2 separate regions of the Zea mays genome follow, and region 2 is linked to region 1. Evidence: chromatin contacts called from public Hi-C data. All regions are on one chromosome and are shown on one strand. Each heading gives the region's core, a stretch centred on a gene start, on an enhancer-like site or on the middle of the called end of the contact. The rest is flanking DNA. Distances are from core to core; before and after follow the strand shown.

Evidence for each region. A called contact is a pair of places that touch in the nucleus more often than the background predicts.
Region 2: a contact with region 1 is called in a Hi-C map of leaf, with 6 times the contacts expected there. The contact joins the enhancer-like site here to the promoter of LOC541732 in region 1. A contact is called at or near these places in 6 of 25 Hi-C or Micro-C datasets (bundle sheath, ear, endosperm and 3 more).

What each region holds. Positions count from the first base shown.
Region 1 is chr5:190,172,305-190,176,385 of Zm-B73-REFERENCE-NAM-5.0, forward strand. LOC541732 (myb-related protein Myb4) reads right to left here and starts at 2,338. Exons shown (of 2, transcript NM_001309530.1): 1 at 1,993-2,338; 2 at 982-1,714. The coding sequence starts at 2,255. The coding sequence ends at 1,243.
Region 2 is chr5:190,250,491-190,254,571 of Zm-B73-REFERENCE-NAM-5.0, forward strand. No RefSeq gene overlaps it. Among protein-coding and RNA genes, the nearest start is that of LOC606428, 13 kb to the right of the region's middle. Within about 2 kb of position 2,156, at least 17 of the 20 cell types and tissues checked have an H3K27ac peak or open chromatin away from gene starts, as enhancers often do. A contact at or near this core is called in bundle sheath, ear, endosperm and 3 more, where this site is marked.

The sequences.
Region 1 (4,081 bases), core at 1,088-3,587:
AAAACGACCCAAAAGGTGACGCAACAAGCATCTCCTATTCATCATGTGATGTCAGGATACTTTACATTCGCCTACTCATCGTCGATATATTGTCTTGTTCAAATATGGAATGGTACGACGATGAACCCATGATACATGCATAGTCCCTTTGTCTATTTAGGCTGGGGGACACCACCATTATATACCTTTGATCCATTGATCAGATGGTCATGGCCGAGAAAGATGCAATCCAAAACGGCCTTTATACATTAGAGCTCTATTGAATGATCAACCTATTGGTTTGAAAAACCGGTGACTTGCATCATGCTTAGTTCTTACTTCGGGAACAAAATGACTTGTGAGATCTATTATTTCTCGAAGGGTGCTGGTAGTGGATATGTTTTTGGTTCGTCAACCTCCACCAAAAGACAGGATGCATATGTTGAGCGCTAAAAGTTCCTGGCAGACGGTCCGACCCTGAGGCCGACGGTCCGCAGTCTGGACTATGTATGTGTCTCCGCACAGAGCACGCTAGATGATTCATTCTAGTGTTTGGTGTCTAGGTTGGCGCCAACAACCATATTTTAGGATGGAGGGAGTGCTTTTAAGACAAATCTTTTCATTGCATGAGGCCAACGGTGGAAGATTTCCTCAAGCTGCCCGTACGTTATTCATGCTCGAATCGAGGCGGCGAAAAGTGTATAGGGAAAAGCGGATCGGAGCATAGTACCGAATACACCCGAGTGTTTTAGTCATCCGGGAAAGCTTAAAAAACACTCGGTAAACTTTTTGCCGCTGGGCGAAGAGCCTAATTCTAGTAGTGGTTAAAGGCTAGCTTTGGCGAGAGGTTTCATGTACTAGTTTATAAGACTATTTCAAAATAATGTAGATAAGTTCCATTCTTATAAAACTGATTGTATCTCTTCAAACTTTTATCTTCTATCTCTTCATCTCTTTCTGCTATAAAACTCTCACGAAACTTCCATTGACGCTGACATCATGGACATGGACATCGGTCATGTAGCAGGGACCCTGGTCCCTGATAAGCAGCTAGCGGCGGAAAGCACAGGTGACAGAAAACTCAACTAAAATCGTAGTATATAATGCGCAAAAAGTGAACACCGCCATGATGAAGCACAATCGCTTTCCGCTGCACAAGTTTTCAGTCAGATATACGTCCACCGAAACGGAGCAGAACAAAAGGATTGAAAGAATTCTGAGGCCAAGAACATCATCAGCCGATCGAGAGAGAACCGTCTAGGTTCATGCATAAATCTGGGGCGAATTCTGCATGTCGCTGGCCTGCATGAACAGCTTGAGCCAAAAGTCCACGTCGTCGTTGGTCGACGGCGCCGGCGGCGACGCGCCGAAGGCGCCCTCTGCCTCCTCCATCCCGGAGTCGGAACTGTCGACCGCCATCGCCAGCGTCTCGGACCAGAAGCTGTCGTCAATCTGGTAGTCCTCCTCCTCCGAGGTGAAGCTATCCGCGTTCTCCAACGACGACGAGGCCGCCGAGTAGTCAGTGGTGGTGCTGGTGGTCGACGTGGAGACTGACTGCTCCGGCGAGACCGGCGCTGCGAGCGTCACCGCCTCTGGCTGCTGCTGCTTCTTGGGCTTTCGCTTGGGCGCCTGCGTGGCTGTCTTAGGCTCCAGTCGCTTCTTGAGGTGAGTGTGCCAGACGTTCTTGATCTCGTTGTCCGTCCTCCCCGGCAGCCTGGCAGCGATTGCCGACCATCTGAAATCATACAGAAAGTAGCTGTTTAGTGCGCATGATTTTTTTTAAAAAAAATTGGCGGTAATTTTTACGAGACAACAACAACTCAACAAGTGGCTGATTGCTAGGTCATGCATGCATGCATGTTCTATAATAATGGTTCTGGCAATGACCGGATCAAACTCGACCACATCATCAAGAACCAAGAACCAGTCTACACTGAGTATATCCCGGCAACGAAGGGATGGTGTTAATTATTTTCGCGTGACGATGATATGATGCGTGGATAAGCACCGTACCTGTTGCCGAGCATTTGGTGGAGTTGGATGACTGCGTCCTCCTCCTCGCGGGTGAAGTTGCCGCGCTTGATGTCGGGGCGCAGGTAGTTGATCCAGCGGAGGCGGCAGCTCTTGCCGCAGCGGGGAAGGCCCGCCTGCTTGGGCAGCGCGCGCCAGTTGCTGTGGCCGTGGCGCTCGATGTGCGCCACCAGGATCCTGTCCTCCTCGGGCGTCCACGGGCCCCTCTTGAGCCCCATCTTCTCGCAGCACGGAGCGCGCCCCATGTCTCGATCTCCCGGCCGAGAAAGAGCTGGGCTTTGGCTTTGCTTGCCGGGTCCTGCCGAGAAGACCGAGCTGAGGGAGCTTGCTGCTGTGCTGATGACTGGCTCTGGGAGGGGCGGGCTGTGCGCTATTTATATGCCCCCGGCCGGTGCCGCGCGCGACGACAGCGAACGGGGTTCACTTCGCTCTCGGCTCTCGGTTCTCGGCTCCCGGGATGGAAAAGGGCAAATCCAAACGTGGTCAAAGCAAGGGAGCTTCCCAGAAGGGGGAGGTTCGTCACACAAGGAAGAACAAGCTAGGGACGGGAATAGTTTATGCTACGCTTTGAATTCGTTCGTTTTTTATCAGTTTGCTTGGATCGCGTACGTGATTCGGGCTGTCGTTTTTTATTCCTCGGATTGTTTGTACCTTTGTGCCCTTCAGTGTCGGCTAAAAGCGTACGTGTGGGAACGGATGTGCATGCGTTTCCTTTGATACGATATCATATCATATGGTTCTTATAATAAGTGAAGCTAAACTAAACGCTCGAGAGACGCAACAATGAGGTGGACATGACATGTCCACATGCGAAAATTTTGGTTCTCTCTGTGGCTATATCACGCGTACTTTGAGTGTCTTTTTTTAGATTTGTTGGCCTCGACGTGTGCTCTACGATCTATGGGGCCTCATAACTTTAGGTATAATAAGATGAAACAATCACACACGGATAGATTTAGGGTCACCTAATCGTTACTATATTGTCGTGTCTGTTCATATATTTTAGCATAATAGTCATACACCAGCTTTGCCCTAAAAAGAATATCGTACGTTCTGGTTTGATAAAAAAAAATATGTCTAAGTTCATAAAGAAAAAATACTAGCATTTATGAATGTACTAGTATGGTATATATTTTAATGTAGATTTGATTAAATTCAAAATGGTTTGACTTTGAATAAATCTACAAAAAAAATTTCTTTTTTTTTTTGAGACGGGGTAATTAAGTAGTATTTTGTAATCATTATCAAAATTGGATTGTATACCGGGCCAGCTTTTTCCCTTTGTCAACACAAGCTACCTAGCTACTTAAAAGTTGTCTAACCGTATCCAGCAAAGCTAAGTACAAACACGAGATATGTGTTTGGTTTCTCATTGCTACAACATTTTTTTAATTATTTCTAAAATAACATTACAATTTTTCCCCGGAACTAAATGTGCGCAAGACCTTTAGTCCCGATTAATGGCTTCAATCCGGACTCAGGGAAACCTTTAGGTTAAAGCCACCAATTAGAATAAAAGGTCATATTTGTGCTCGTCTGTGACACTAGCAATCAAACATTGAATTAATGCTGACTTTAGTCCCAAACTTTAAAACAACCGGGACTTGAAGGTCCATTCTCCATTTCTCCACTGACCACCGGTGGTGGCTTATATGGATAGAATAAATCAAGATTTAGGGTTACTTTAGGAACCTCAAATCTCCTTCGAGGTTGGAGGAGATTGAGGTGGAAATAAACTAATTTTCTCTCCAATCCCCTTCAATCCCGAAGGGGGTTTGAGTTTCCAAACTAGCCCTTAGTGATTAGTTTATACTTTCTCCGTTCCAATATATAATTCATTTGACTTTTTATTTTAAGTTTAATTAACTTGTCTTATTCAAAAAAAAATCTTAATTGTTATCAATTTTTAATGCAATATTATTTATCATATAATATATTTAAAGTATGATTTTAATTTTTTCATTTTTTCCAAAAAAATTAATAAGACAAACCGGTCAAACTTGGTATAAAAACTCAAACAAATTATAAATGTAGACGGAGGGAGAATTATTTTTCATGATTACATAGGTAG
Region 2 (4,081 bases), core at 906-3,405, 78 kb after region 1:
CCGATATTTGATATCACTGGCAGCAGGTTTAAACTTAAAAATGCAGATGATGGATGTAGTGACCGCATACTTGTATGGGTCACTGGATTCGGAAATCTATATGAAGGTCCCAGATGGGCTGAGAGTTCCGGATGCCAAGTCAAATCGCAACATGTACAGTGTTAAGTTGCAGAGGGCGCTGTATGGACTTAAACAATCTGGGCGGATGTGGTACAATCGGCTCAGTGAATTCCTCCTGAAGAAGGGATACGTAAATAATCCAGATTCTCCTTGTGTATTCATTAGAAAATCCCAGAAGGGTTTTTGCATAGTTTCAGTCTATGTTGATGACTTGAATATCATTGGATATACTGAGGATATTGAGGAGGCCAGCGCCTACCTCAAGACAGAGTTTGAAATGAAAGACTTGGGAGAAACCAGGTTTTGCTTGGGCCTATAGATCGAGCATCTCCCAGAACGAATATTTGTACACCAGTCGGCCTATTGTAAAAAGGTCCTTGAGAGATTTAATATGATTAAAGCTCACCCTTTAAAGACCCCGATGGTCGTGAGATCCCTCGAAATGGATACTGACCCATTTAGACCAAAGAGCGATGACGAGAAATCGTTGGGACCTGAAGTTCCTTACCATAGCGCTATTGGAGCACTAATGTACCTTGCGAACTGCACCAGGCCTGATATTGCATTCGCGGTAAATCTACTAGCTAGATACAGTGCAGACCCAACCAGAAGACATTGGATAGGTGTTAAGACTATACTTAGATACCTCAAAGGCACTCAAGATCTTGGCCTGTTTTTTTCGAAGAATCAGGACCAGGCTATGGTGGGCTATGCTGATGCTGGATATCAGTCAGATCCCCATAATGGTATATCTCAGACTGGCTTTGTATTTCTATGTGGTGGTACTGCTGTATCCTGGAGATCGTGCAAACAGACATTAGTAACAACGTCTACTAACCACTCAGAAATAATCTCGCTATATGAAGCCGCACGAGAATGTGCCTGGCTACGACGGATGACTAACTACATCCAGAAGTCATGTGGTTATAACACCGCAAATACCCCCACCATTATCTATGAAGATAATGCTGCATGTGTTGCACAAATGGAAACGGGTTATATTAAGAGCAATATGACTAAGCATATCTGTCCTAAGTATTTTTATCCTCATGAACTCCAGAACGAGGGTGAGGTAAAAATCCTGCAAGTCGAGTCTTGTGATAATCTGGCTGATTTATTCACTAAATCCTTACCTGCAGTTACATTCAGAAAATGTGTACGAGGTATAGGGATGAGGCATTTGAGAGACCTGCAGGGTTCAGGGGGAGATCACCTCTGAACTTCAGTCCTTACGATTCGACCTGAAGATCGTATATTATACACCTTGAAGGTTATAGTTGTCCTGAAGACACCTGTTGTACTCTTTTTCCCATTGTGAGTTTTCCTGAAGTTTCTCACAAATGGTTTTTAACGAGGCAACAAGTGCAATACATCGAGTGGCACTATGCTCTCTTTCTCCATTTTTTCCCACTGGGTTTTTCGGAGTTTTTGACGAGACATAAGTCGTCACGGTATTCGTCCAAGGGGGAGTGTTGAGAAACCCTAAAAGGGGTTTAATGGGCTAATACCGAAACTGCCCTTAGGGGGTACACAAGTTATATATATGTATCCATATCCCTCATAATAAAGATAGAAAGAGCTTCCATCCACTGTGTCTCTTGTTCCTCTCTGTGTTGGGTTACTGGGAAGGGAGCGGGCTTCTACAACTTCTCACGTCCCTACTGCTGTTGGGAGGGTTCGGAGTCCGGATCGGGGATCTGCGACAACTACGTTGTTTAACAATTACCATACTAATCTTGCATAAATATCACCACAAAGTGCTCTCCAGAAGCACAAGAGAGTTCTCATTTGAAATCTCTAAAACTGTAGATTAATCTAAACTTAACTAATATATTGCATTATCTCTTCAGATCCTATCTCCAGAAAAAGAAACGAAACTGATTATTATTTATAAGGCCAAAAAGATCTTATTTGGTCCAGAGCTAATTCTACTCGCTAGACCGCTTGTCCCTTCGCGGGCCGTCAGCCCTAGCCTGGGCCAAGGCCCCACGCGCCTGGCCATCCCACCGCAGGCCGCGTCGGGCCGCTGCCCGCCGCACGCCCACTAGGCCGTCCCAGCCGGTGTGAGCGCCGGCGCCTTGCTGGCTTCGGCCACCAGCCGGCACCCAGCCTGGTGGACCGGCCTCCTCACGCCAGTGGTTGGGCCACTCGAGCCGTGCGACCAACCAAGCAGGCCGCTTAGCTGCTAGCTGGGCCGGTCGGCTGGCAGCACCGTTTTCTTCTTCTTCTTCTTCTGCTTTTTTTTTTCTTTTCCTTTTCTTGCACTTTCATGAAAGTATTCAACGTATGCAACCATCAAATGCCCCAATATTTGGTCCGAACACCCCGCTCAAAAATCTCTCTAAATTTATTTCAGATACCAATTTTTTTACCTCAGTCCCCACCCAAATTTAGTATGGAAAACTAGTTTACATTATTGCCAACCATGTTTCATCTCAACTAATCCATACAAACGAGTACGAGCACAAGTTCACGCCTTGACTCAAGGTTAATCCTTGCAATACCACTCACACGGATGTGTTACTTTAGTATCAAACCACTTGTTTGATCGCATGCACATCTTACATCAATATCAAAACCACATATATAATCACACATGTATAACGACCAAAAATATATTAATCAATACCAAGCCATGTCAACCTAACATGATGTTTCATCACACACGATCACAATCTCTCCATGATGAAAGCATTGACAACACCACACAAACATTGTAGTTGACATTCATTTTTCAAATAAAAATACTTGAGATTAAAATCCAAAAGCAAAGGGGGAAAGATCATCAACAAAACATCCAAAAAAAATCTCCCCCTAAAATAGTAAATGTGTAATGTTGTGCGATGTATGTAAAAAATTGTCCATCTTTGACATAAATTCATTAAGAATACAAAAGAGTTAAACTTCCTTCTTTTCACACACTTTTTAATAATGATGAGCATCATAATTAATCTACATATGTAACAAATACTCATCCAAATCATTCTAAAATATATTGTCACTTTCACATCCATACACACATGATTTCATCAAAGTATAACTGAAATCTAAATGCAACTAGCAATTTATTTAATACACAATATTTTTTTCTCAACTAACTTAAAACTTGCATATATTAAATATTTTATATACCTTATGTCCTTGAAAACTGATTGATTTCATTTTTATATGTGTATGCGCGCATATGTGTTAAATGTCCACCAATATAAAGTTGTAAAGGTATATAATAAAAAGCCTCTAGACACTGTAGTATGGGTTGGTGGCTTTAACAAGTACTAAAAGGTCCCCTGAGGACATATGCCTATGGGCCTGTTTGGTTCAGCTTTTTTCTGGCCAGCTTTTCCGAGAATCTAGCTGTGGGGGAGAATCTAGCTGTGTAGAGAATCTGAGTATCATTACGATTACGTGCGGACAAAGATAAAGTTGTGCATGGGGCTCAGGATCTGTAAAATGATGGATTACTACTATTACGATGACTCAACCGATTATATGTTTATGTTGATTTTGAATGGTTTTTACACAAAAGAATTTTATAGAAGTTGACTGAAAAACTGAGTGTTTGGCAGTCCACAACAGCTTTTGGTGGCCAGAAGCTGCGAAAAGCCGAAACAAACAGGGGCTATGTAACTAGTGCCAGAGTCCCTTTAGTAAATTCGAGTCATGAACCAGAACTAAATATCACTCTTTACTATCGGACCGTGCAACTGAGACTAAAAATTGACATCTTTAATCTTGATTGTCCAATATTGGTTAGGAATCCGGTAGTCAGATTAGTCTTTCTAGAGTAGTGGCATGTCTTGAGAGCTTGGAGAAAACATAATATTAATTGGTAGATGTGCGGAGACTATCTCCCTTTAGTGTCTTTTTTCTAGCTCTGACTCCATCATGTTAGACAGATTTTAGGTTTAGATGGTAGCTAGCGACTTCGATAGCATGCCGTCTTTTTATTCAGCTAATGAAA